4 separate regions of the Mus musculus genome follow, and all the other regions are linked to region 4. A link is a contact called in public promoter capture Hi-C data. All regions are on one chromosome and are shown on one strand. The core of a region is the stretch at or near the end of the contact, and the rest is flanking DNA. Distances in the headings are between cores, read along the strand shown. Region 1 overlaps Zfand3 (zinc finger, AN1-type domain 3). Region 2 holds the start of Cdkn1a (cyclin-dependent kinase inhibitor 1A (P21)). Region 3 overlaps Zfand3 (zinc finger, AN1-type domain 3). Region 4 holds the start of Rnf8 (ring finger protein 8).

Region 1 (2,700 bases), core at 173-2,672, 540 kb before region 4:
TTTTATTTACAGCCTTGCTTGATATGCTGTTCTATTAGTATAGCCAGGAACCAAGTAGGGAAAAAAAAAGTCTCCTTAATGGGCAGTATCATTGCCAGGTGCTGGAGATTTATCCCCAGCGCTGTGCTGTGCTCTGCTGCTCGCTCTGGTGAGTCTGCTCTGGGCGCAAGGCTCCATTCCCACCCCAGTGACTTCTAGCTCAACTCACACCCTAAGGAGCAGCACTGCCTAGACGCTGCCACTGAGAAACACAAAAGCACCCAGGAGCAACACGGAGTAAATTTCTCTACACCATTCGGGAATACTGTAGGCTCAGACATACTGCCCCAGTGGAGCAATAGAACAGCTAAATTAATGGGTGTGTTTGGGCCTCTTTCTCCTTGGTAAGAGTGCAAGCTACGATAAATGACCATAAAAGTAAAAACTAAAATGTTCTACATGTATTCACGAACGTAAGCAAACTAAATTTGCTCAAAGCACACAGAAAGAAAAGGTTCAAATCCAAGGGCCACCCTGCACCCCACACTGTTCTAAAACAGCAACAAGCCAGTTCACACGCTCTGGCACAGCACAGACACAAGTGACTGGTGGCAAGGGGACACTGCTCTCATTTAGGGGCACTGTTACAAACCAGGAAGCATTCCCCTGCTTTTCCCAAAATCTATGCACCAGATGTGGTGTTTCAGACTGAAGCGCCCGGCACCCAGTCATCCACGTATCTAGTGCCTTAGTGAGTCCTTGTTTCATTATCTAACACAAACACGTGAGACACACTAATTACTAAAACCCAGTACCAGCCAACACAGAACAAAGCACGGGCCATCTCCCTTTACCTCCTCAACGGTCAAGCCCACATCCTCTAGGACACATCATAGACTACAGTGGGAAAGACTTTATTTAATTGGGCAAAACATGGGATGGTGGTACCTTTTCAATTAAAACATTTGCAGCTTTGTCAAATATTTTATATTCATTTTGCACCCCCCCCCCCAACTCCAGGATCAAATGAACCTCTTAAGACCTAAAATGATGAATGAACAAGGTAAAGGATTTTTAATACTTTTTCCTTGCCGTGGCAGATTTACTGTTTTGATCTTTCTTCAATGGTTACATTAAATGCAAATAAAAAAGAAAGGTTTATATCTTCCCTAATATTCTACTGATAGAAACTACATAAGTAGGTCAAATTTCTCATTTTCTGCCTCAAATGCTGAGACTGCAGACCTGAGGACGAACTCTGTCTGGAAGACCAACAAGGAAGAAACGTGAGTTACAGGTGCCCTCCCAGGAAGAAGAAGGGGAGGGGAAGAGAGGCGAGAAACGAGGGGAAGGGAAGAAGGAGAAGATACAGGAGAGATGACTCGTTTTTAGGAGAGCCACTCATGGTGAGTAACACTGACCACTACGGCTCGATCCACTTTAGAATGCAATGTTCAACATTTCAGATTAAAATGTTTTCATGAATACCAACAACCACACAACTGCAGGTGCAAGCTACATCTGACCTTTTAGGTTCTGAATCAGCTGGAAAGATTTTATAGAACCTCTTAGTTGCCCACAGGAAGGAAGCCTTCCTTTAACTGGTTCTGAATACTGCTGTGGAGGGCGGTTAGCATGTCAGCTGTCGTCTGTAGGGTATTCTCTTGACTAATGACTGATAGAGATAGATAGGTCCGCTCACCAGAGGACAAAGCCAGTCAACAGCGCTCCTTCCCAGCCTCTGCTCTAACTCCTGCCCTGACTTTCTTCAGAGGTGGAGTGTGACCAGAAAGTTTAAGATGAAATAAATCCCCTTTCCTCCCCAAGTAACTCTTACCACAGTGATAAAAAAAAAAAAAACAACAACAACAACAACAAAAAAAAAAAAAAACACCCACTACAACTGCAATTTTGAAATAACAAGCCCCAGGAAAAGCCTCAACAGCAAATAATCTTTAAGAAAGCCTAACAAAAAGCCAACCCCACTCCCACCCCTGCTTCCCACAAAATATTTTAAGCACAAAAATAAGAAACGATTTTTTCTATATAAGTAATACTGTGTAAGAATGCTGACCGAAGCCCCAACCACCATGCTTATGCATGTGGTATCATGTGGTGATCAGAAAAGATGAAGGACAAAAGCAATTCTTCTGGCGGCGTGTTGCCAAGGAAGCAGATTCTCCCTTGTAGCATATCTGATCTTGGCAGAAAGGTTCCAAGAATTAACAAGGGAACATGTGAAAAACACTGCAAGCCCTGAAGAACTTTGAGCTCTGCCGTCACCTGCAGGTGTGGCGCGCTTTAGCCAAGGCAGCCCGCAACACACACCCAGCGTTTTTTTTTTTCAGCCCTTCACTGACAGACATCTCAGCTTTCAACAAAGACTGAACGGGGGTGAAGAAGGGGGATACCCACCCAACTTTTCATTTGTTTTCCTGATTAAATACCCAAATTATTGTGATGATGCTTATTTTTACCAACAAAGAATGCAGTGAAGTTACCTCACAGGGGATCTGGGTGTGGTCCCAGCACTCACACAAAGGCTCACAACCCTCCCTGACCAGTTTCAGACGACAGGCTATCTTCTTCTGGGCTCCTTGGGCACTAGGCAAACATGTGGTGCATATGTATACAGGCAACAAACTCACACAGAAAATTATAAATCTTAAAAAAAAAAAATCCCCATGTCTAAAGCCCAGCATCAGAAAGCCTTTCAACCCA
Region 2 (2,700 bases), core at 46-2,545, 520 kb after region 4:
TTGTCCCCGGAGGTTCCGAGTGGAATGGATGTGCCCTAGTGGGCGCACTCAGCCTGGTCACCTTCCTACACTGGGTGTGGACTGGGTCGAGGGCCCCAGCCCCGGGGCGTCTGATGTACGGCACCCGTAAGCCTCACTCCGCGAGGATACCGGCCGCTCTACAGTGCGGGCTCCTCTCGCGCCCCACGGTCACTGGTCCGGGTCGTGGTGGGCGCGGTGGGTGGGACCCTTTGCGCTTCCCGGGCTGGCAGGGTGGACAGGACCCGCCCAGACTCCCTGTCCCCGAGGGCGCGCCGCCGAGCGGGGACCGGACACCGCGTCCTGGACCTCCCCGTGTCCCGGGTTCCCTGGGAACATACTGTGCCCGCCAAATAGGTCACTGTGCCGCGCGGGGGAGGGGACGGGGCAGGAACGAGGCTGTACCCGGGCAGGGAAAGGGGCTTCTGGGCTGCCACTGACCCATCCCCAGTTGTGGCGCGATTCTGGTCTCAATCCAGTGCCCGGGGTCTCCTTGTCACAATGAGTCACCTCCTCGCCTGTCCTCTAGGACGTGCCCAGGCACGATCCCGAGGGCGGAGGACACAGCTCGCGCTGACCTCAGAGCCCAGTGGGGTGGTGGCTACCGCGAAACAGGGCACTTGGTTCACAAGGACCGGGGATCCGGCGGCACCCATGGGATCGGAGAACCGCTCTGCGCTAAGCTCTAGATAGACTCGCCGAAGCTTGTCACAACCGCCACCCAGGACCCATCTCGGGGCACCGTGAGCTTCATTCTCACGCTTTGGGCGAGCCGCACCTGGAATCCCTAGAAACATTGGCAACCAGAAGCGAGCTCCCGGTAGCCGATCCCCGCCAGCCATCGCTCGGACCCGGTCTCCAAGGACTGGAAGAGTGGCTGCCATCCGTGGTCCTGGAGTTCAGACTCTGTATGCCGAGTCCGCGACATAGCCTGACCCTCGTCACACTCCAACAAACGAAGCCTTCAGCCACCACGGACGCTCAGACCCACACCCGTCATCCACCTGCCGCGGACACACCTGTGACTCTGGCGGGCACGCACAAATACACATATACACACACAGGTGATCCACTCATCACCACACACACACACACACACACACACACACACTTCTGGGGACACCCACTGGGCTCAGCGCATTGCTACGGGGAAGAACTATTGTTCCCTGCCACGAAGCTCTCACCTCTGAATGTCTGGATATCGCTGTGGATCTGCGCCTGACTCCAATTCCCCTAGACTCTGACACCGCGGCGGCTCACACCTCTCGGCTGCTGCAGTTGGCGTCGAGCTGCCTCCTTATAGCGTCGGCCCAGGCCCCGCCCCCTCAGAGGCAGGACCAACCCACTCCTTCACCGATCCCGGGGACTCGCTGGCCCGCCCTCCCCTCTGGGAATCTAAGCCCGCGCCAGACAGCTAGAACCGGCGCGCGTTAAGAGGGCGCGCCCTCCCCTCCCCCACACCTGGGCTATTCTCTTGTCACGCAGCGCACCAGCAGAGCCACATACATCTATGAACAACAGTACAGTTAGAGCTGAGTGAGTGTTTATGGGTCTGTCCCTGACCAACTGTGGGAAGGACTAACTCTTTTCCAGATCACTGATATTAGTAAATAAAATCCTGGGTTTCGGGAGGTGGGTCTGTTGGTACAGTGTTTGCCTAACTTGCTGGAAGTGAAGCCCTGGGTTGGAGCTCCAGGGCCCCATAAACTGGGCATGCGGGGTCACGTCTGTAATAACAGCGCCCAGTGGGGGGTGAGGAGGGGGAAATAGGCATTCAAGGTCGTTTTGACAGCTACCTATTCCGATGGAGACCAACTTGAAATATGTGACACTGTTTCAAATATAAATAAATTGATCATTTGAGTATGATAGCAAAAGCCTGGAATCCTATACTTGGGAGATTGAGGCACGAGGGGCGTTACAGGTTCAAGACCAGCCTGGGCTATCCATTGAGACCCTCTCAAAAACAAAACAAGCCCATAAATAATAAAAAATAGTTTAAAATCCCAAGAAGTCCCACTATGTCTGGAGATTTTTTTCCCCCTCCTCCCAGAAGCCCCTCGGACATCGGGTCCAGAACGCGATCATTTCCTCCCTGTCTCACAGACGAGGAAAGCAGTTCCACAGAAGGAAAGGATGCTGTCAACCGCCTCAGAAATCGGGGAGATTGAGTCCAGTTCTCAGACCACGGACTACCAAGAAAAACAGCCGCCAGGCTCCTTACCTCCCCTCTCCCCTCTTCAGAAGCCAGCATGTGAACATTTCTCACACCATAATACATCCTGCAAGTGAGAGCATCAAGACCTGACTGGGACCACACTAATGGCTACCTGCTGACCTCTGGCAAGCTGCCCAGAGTACTCTGCTTGCAGATTTCTTTCTCTGGGTCCAAAATGAGGGAAATGTCTAATACTCCCCCTCCCAAGATCCAGACAGTCCACTAAAATGACATTGATAAAGGACAATTCTAGAAACATCTACGGATGTTCCTGACAGACATAGCAGTAAGACATTCTCCGTTCCCACCTTCCTCCATGTCTCTAGTCAGTTTTATTTCCTTCTGTTTGGGGTCTTTTGAGACGAGGCCTCGCTATGTAGCCCAGGGTGGCCCTCATATTCAAGGCAATCTTCCTGCCTTAACTTCCTTGCTTAGAGTTAAGACTACAGGTCTGAGCCATCACA
Region 3 (2,700 bases), core at 58-2,557, 570 kb before region 4:
AAGAATGCTAGGGAACAAATGTGCGTGGTCCAATGCTGAGATTCCCTTTAGCCGTTTAGACACCAAGATTGCATGTGTTCTTGTAGAAAACACAAAGGAGGTATTCTCAAACAGCAGCGCCTATGGAAGGCTTCTGATTCTACCAACAGTTTCTGCCTACAAAGGACTGGCCATCCTACACGACCATTGGGCCCTAGTCGTTTCTCCAAGAGCCGTGCCCTCACTTCTGTGTAAGTGGACAACCAAACCATTTATGCACAGCTGTGCTGTGAGCATCAGTCTTACAGGACTACAGCAGTAGTCCCAACCTTTCTCATGCTGTGACCCCCCAATAATAAAATTACCCTGTGGCCAACTCATAACTGTAATTTTGCTGCCATTGTGAATCATATTATAAATATCTAATATACAGAATATCTGACATGTGACCCTGAGGAAGGGTCATTTGACTTCCAAAGGGGTAGAAAGACCCACGGCTGAGAACCACTGCTCTCCACTAAGATGACCCACTCAGCAGACTGCACTCTTAGAACTAAGGCACTCTTCCCAGACACTAAGACCCTCAGCAGCAAGGCTCTGGGATACACTGACTTCCTCGGCCCTCACTGATGGCCTTACATTAAATGGGAAGAGACCCTAGCGCCCTCTAAGGCTCCCTGGTGTGAGGAGGTGAGGATTGAAACTTCCCACTGTCTGCTGCATTGCCGCCAAGGCTGATTGCACTGCATGTCACTTCTCCGTGAAGTAAGTCACTCTCCAACATTTTTCTCACAGGTCAACTTGGTGTTTTAATTAGAAGCTAATGAAATAAACAGAAGTCTACAGGCTCAGCATCATGGCTATGGAAGAATTTTATATCTCCTCTGCTAATTATTTAATGAAACCTTGTGCCGTGGGGTAAATTACCTAAATAAGAGAAACAGATGTCTATTGTACAGATTCTAATTACATAATAATGACCTAAATAATTCAACTATTCAATTATAAATTTTAAGTCAGTTTAAAAAAAAAAAGCTCTCAGAAAAGACCTAAAAATGAGTTAACAGTAAAAAGGAAAAAACAAAAAATCAAACCTTGATTATCTGCCTTCTGCTTCTGAGATTCAGCCCCTCTAACTTGTAGCATTCTCAGCTTGGGGATCAATGGCAGAGACCATCTAACTAATCTATTTGCATATGCTGAACTTGAGCAGTAAGGGTTAAATGCGGAGAGCAAGGTGAACAGAAATAACTCTCACACTCAGCTGTAACTGTCAGAAGAAAGCGCCTCAGAGGGGAGCACGCTCATTAGCAGCAGGAGGAGTGGCAGTGCCAAGGCTGATACAGTTCCCACCCCAGGAGTTCCGAGTGACTTCTAATTAAGGTCCTTCATAAAGAGCCAACAAAGCACATTTTCCCAGTGAGCTCCCCCCAGAGAACTACTCCAGGCTGGGTATGCCCACGCTGGCTGCACACCCCATGCCAGGCCCTCAACGCTGTAGACCCCTCTTCTCGGCCAGTGTTTAGCAATGACAAAGACACCACGTGAGACCTTATAGAAAACTTTCACCTATTTAACTGGTGTCCAATTGCTTGGTCTGAAGACAGCCACTGCTCATCATGTGACAGAGGAAACAAGTGCAGTGTTTTTAAAAAACAAATGTCTACAGAGAGAAATTCCTCTAATTGGACTCTGCTAGCCAAGAGCAGACAGTAACTAGCACTGAGTCTTTCAAGTAAGGCATACATTTACAACGGCAGCCTGACGGCAACAAACAGGGCTGCTCCTTTTCAAACTGTTTGTCTCTGACAGAGATCCACGTTTGCTCCATTCTGTCACTGTTCCTGTCTTTATTACTCATGTTCTCTCCTGAAGTTTTCCAAATGAATTCTGTCAGGCCTGTCAAAGCCCGCATCCCGTCTCTCTTACTCTCCTGGCGCTGTACGGCTGGCAGCCCACGCCCACTCCAGGCTGCTAACAGTGGCTGTGGCCTGCTGACAACTCAGGGGCCTCACACCCTCTGCTCCAGGCAGCCCACAGCACAGAACCCCAAAGCTAGAGACAACGAACGACAAAGAAGCAGCCCCCTTCATCCACACCTTGCACACAGGCGAGAAACAGAGGAGCCTGTCTGTCTGTCTCCGCTCCATGGCAGCTTTGAGGTACTCAATCAGTTTTTTCAGACCTATCACAGTCTCTTGACAGATTGACATTTATGATCCCAACAGCCTGTGCAGCCATCAGTAAGAGCAATAATTAATGAACCCTCACACATCACTGCTGTCTCTCCCTCCACCATTTACAGGAGCTTAAGCCGCTAAAAACCTCTGTCCGCGAAACCCACCAGCCTCTCCCTGGAAAAACTGATAAAAGAGACTTGAAAAGGGCCTGTTTCACAGGCTCCTTCCTACGCGTTGCTTTTGGAGCATGTGGAGGGATTAGATCTGGCATTTTATTCTGTGTACCCAAAAAAGAAAGACAGACAGAAGGGGGGGGGGACCAAAACCTTCAAGACAGTGAGCTCCCTCATTATCCACTAAAAACTTATTTTTGTACTTAATTCAAATGGGATTTTCCCTTTCTTATAAATGTATTATATTCTAGGGTCTAATGACCCTAGAATAGCAAACTTAAAAAACAAAACACTGCATGGACAGACCTAGATTCTAGAGGCATTCTAGACTAAGATTCTCCTGTGAAGAATGCTAGATGCCAATCCTA
Region 4 (2,700 bases), core at 180-2,679:
GCAGTCCCTCATCAATGGAAGTCAGGACAAAAACTCACACAGGGCAGGAACCTGGAGGCGGGAGCTGATGCAGAGGCCATGGAGGGGTGCTGCTGACTGGTTTGTTCAGCCTGCTTTCTTATAGAACACAGGTGCACCAGCCAAGGGACAACCCCACTCACAATGGGCTGGGCCCTCCCCTATCAATCACTAATTAAGAAAATGCCTTACAGCTGGATCTTATGGAGACATTTGCTCAATTAAGTTTCCCTCTTTTCAGAGGACTCTGGTTTGTGTGCCAAGTTGACAAAAGACCAGCCAGTACACATGACCAACATTCAGTACTGTACAGGCTTTCCAAAACCTCAAGGATTCTACATTGCAAGCGCATCCCTGACCCAGTTCTGCTTCCAGAGCAGACTGCAAGGATTGAAAGCCCACAACAGCACCCAGCACCTCTCCCCCACTTAGAACTGTTCCTCCCACTTTGTCTTTGTTTCTAATTTTGCGTTTGTGGAGCTGCAGATACAGCTCATTTGGTAGAGTCCTTGCCTTCCAAGTTCTGTGACCCTGCGTTCAATCCCCAGCACCGGCCTTTTAAGTCAGCTTTACATTGTGAGCAGTTTCTGGAGAGAAGGCTGACCCACTTCAGGAGTGGCCCACCCCGACGCTCCAGTTCCCCTCGGAGATGGAATGGAAGACTTTTATTTTCAGTATTACAGTTCGAGGGGTTTAGGCATGCTACCCTTAAACTCCTGATCACACTTAAAATCAACTCCAGAGAGTCCACGCCCTCCGCAGCCTTCCAGGCGTCCATCTTCAGACTCCCTAGACAGGTTCGCCACTCCTAGGAATCAGTGGGGACGCCTCTGCCTCAGTTTCTCCGTCTCTGATAGACCCTTAACTGGGACAGTGCCTGTTCTCGACCCCATCCTTCTCCTCGCTGGGAGGCCCGCGTCCGTTACAGCGGCTCCGGCACGGGTCCCGCTCCCGCGCAGCCGCCCTCCAGCTCGGGCCTCAAGCCGCGGACTCGCCTGGCCTCGCGGCCCGGTCCCTCCGGGCCCTGAGGTGGCCGGAGCCCGCTGCCTCGGCGCCTCCCCGCCGACCGGTGTGCGCGGCCTTCCCCCGCTCCCGCAGCTCGCCAGGCCTCTCGCCCTCACCTCAGTCCCAGCCTCCAGCTGCAGCCACTCGCAGTCCATCCCCAGCCGCCGCAAGCACCAGCTCCGGCGGGCCGCGAGCTGCCCCGAGACCAAGGGGTCGGGCTCGCCCATGGCCCGACCGGCACTGGGGCAGCGTTCAGCAACCAGCCAACCTCTAGCCTGAGCTCCGGCCGCCTCCGAGGTTCCTCTCGCGCAACTTAATCTACACACAAGACAGAAGCAATCGCCCGGGGATCGACCGCGTTGAGAGCGCGGGCCCGCCCCAGGCCTGGGAAGGCGGGCAGTGCGCGTGCGCAGCGGGAGGCGGGCGGGAAGTGCGCAGGTGTGAGCCTGAAGAAGGACGAGCGTAACGTCTGCTGCGGACAAAATCCTAAACTAAAGCATAGATTTTAGGACTTGGAGGATGGCTCAACGAGTAAAGCTACTTGCTGGCAAGCGTGGAGACGATGCTCAGGCTTCACCTATATGGTGGCTGGGGAAAACTGACTTTTCAAATTGGCCTCTGACTTCCAAATGCGCACCCTAGCGGGTGGGTGTGGGTGTGCGCGCGCGCCTGTGTGCGCGCAGAGTAATAAACACTTAAAAGTTATAGATTAAAAATTATAGTAAACAACAGAAACACTCTCTTTCCTTGGGTTCGTGAGTATAATAATGACTTTCCCAATACCTTCTTTCCTCTCTGCGCTCTCCAAAGCCAGTACCCCAGATCCAGCAGCAATGAACCTGAACCTTTATTTGTATCCCACCCCTTTTTCCTTTGGCAGAGTGTGGTGGAGGATGAGGAGTTCAAGGGCATCTACCGCTATGCAGTGAGTTAGAGGCCAGCCTGGGATATGAGACCGTGTCTACAAAACAAACAAAAATTGCTTTATAACACGGTGATGACGGCCATAACCATTTTATTGAGAACTATAGCCTACTTTGGGTTGGGAGTAGGAGATTCTGAACATTGAACACACAGCCAAGGATGTACTCTGTAGCTAAATTATACCTCCACCCCATTATAACCCACTTTTGAGTGATTTAGAAAAGTCTGATCATTTTAAGGTTGATTCAGTCTATTCCTATTTAGCATCTATTTGTTTTTCATGACCTCATTTTGTTTCTGAATCTTTAAAAATTATACCAGGCAAATCTGTAGAGATGGATCGCATTACCTGGGGCTCATACAGGGTACAGAAGGAATGGAAATGGGCTTGAAGGGGCTAGGGAGATGAAACTCTCCCTTCTCTCTCCACGCTGAAGTTTGGGTGTTTAAGATATGTGTGTATGGGCTGGAGAGATGGCTCAGCGGTTAAGAGCACGGACTGCTCTTCTGAAGATCCTGAGTTCAAATCCCAGCAACCACATGGTGGCTCACAACCACCCGAAAGGAGATCATGAGATCTGGTGCCCTCTTCTGGTGTGTCTGAAAACAGCAACAGTGTACTTACATATAATAAATAAATCTTAAAAAAAATAAAAAAAAGATATATGTGTACATGTTTTGCCTGCATGTATGTCTCTGAGCCAAGTGCATGCCCAATGGCTGCAGAAACCAGAAGAGGTTGTTGGATCCCCT

Evidence for each region. Promoter capture Hi-C pulls out the DNA fragments that hold promoters and counts their contacts.
Region 1: a promoter capture Hi-C map of the HPC-7 cell line shows a contact between it and region 4, with 2.9 times the contacts expected there. The contact joins the enhancer-like site here to the promoter of Rnf8 in region 4. A contact is called at or near these places in 4 of 39 promoter capture datasets (the 3T3-L1 cell line, the HPC-7 cell line, hippocampal neurons and 1 more) and 1 of 115 datasets of contacts at active chromatin or transcription factors (forebrain).
Region 2: a contact with region 4 is called in a promoter capture Hi-C map of liver, with 2.2 times the contacts expected there. The contact joins the promoter of Cdkn1a here to the promoter of Rnf8 in region 4. A contact is called at or near these places in 1 of 39 promoter capture datasets (liver) and 3 of 115 datasets of contacts at active chromatin or transcription factors (bone marrow-derived dendritic cells, bone marrow-derived macrophages and pancreatic cancer cells).
Region 3: a promoter capture Hi-C map of the HPC-7 cell line shows a contact between it and region 4, with 2.7 times the contacts expected there. The contact joins the enhancer-like site here to the promoter of Rnf8 in region 4. A contact is called at or near these places in 3 of 39 promoter capture datasets (the 3T3-L1 cell line, the HPC-7 cell line and hippocampal neurons), 2 of 115 datasets of contacts at active chromatin or transcription factors (astrocytes and memory CD8 T cells) and 1 of 9 other capture datasets (adipose tissue).

What each region holds. Positions count from the first base shown.
Region 1 is chr17:30,158,448-30,161,147 of GRCm38.p6, reverse strand. All of the region lies in intron 4 of Zfand3 (zinc finger, AN1-type domain 3), which reads right to left. Among named protein-coding and RNA genes, the nearest start is that of Zfand3, 150 kb to the right of the region's middle. Within about 2 kb of position 1,422, at least 18 of the 459 cell types and tissues checked have an H3K27ac peak or open chromatin away from gene starts, as enhancers often do. A contact at or near this core is called in the HPC-7 cell line, where this site is marked.
Region 2 is chr17:29,092,364-29,095,063 of GRCm38.p6, reverse strand. Cdkn1a (cyclin-dependent kinase inhibitor 1A (P21)) reads right to left here and starts at 1,295. Exons shown (of 3, transcript NM_007669.5): 1 at 1,203-1,295.
Region 3 is chr17:30,187,473-30,190,172 of GRCm38.p6, reverse strand. All of the region lies in intron 4 of Zfand3 (zinc finger, AN1-type domain 3), which reads right to left. Among named protein-coding and RNA genes, the nearest start is that of Zfand3, 180 kb to the right of the region's middle. Within about 2 kb of position 1,307, at least 66 of the 459 cell types and tissues checked have an H3K27ac peak or open chromatin away from gene starts, as enhancers often do. A contact at or near this core is called in the HPC-7 cell line, adipose tissue and astrocytes, where this site is marked.
Region 4 is chr17:29,613,518-29,616,217 of GRCm38.p6, reverse strand. Rnf8 (ring finger protein 8) reads right to left here and starts at 1,429. Exons shown (of 8, transcript NM_021419.2): 1 at 1,140-1,429. The coding sequence starts at 1,250. Gm28043 (predicted gene, 28043) reads right to left here and starts at 1,429. Exons shown (of 28, transcript NR_132314.1): 1 at 1,140-1,429.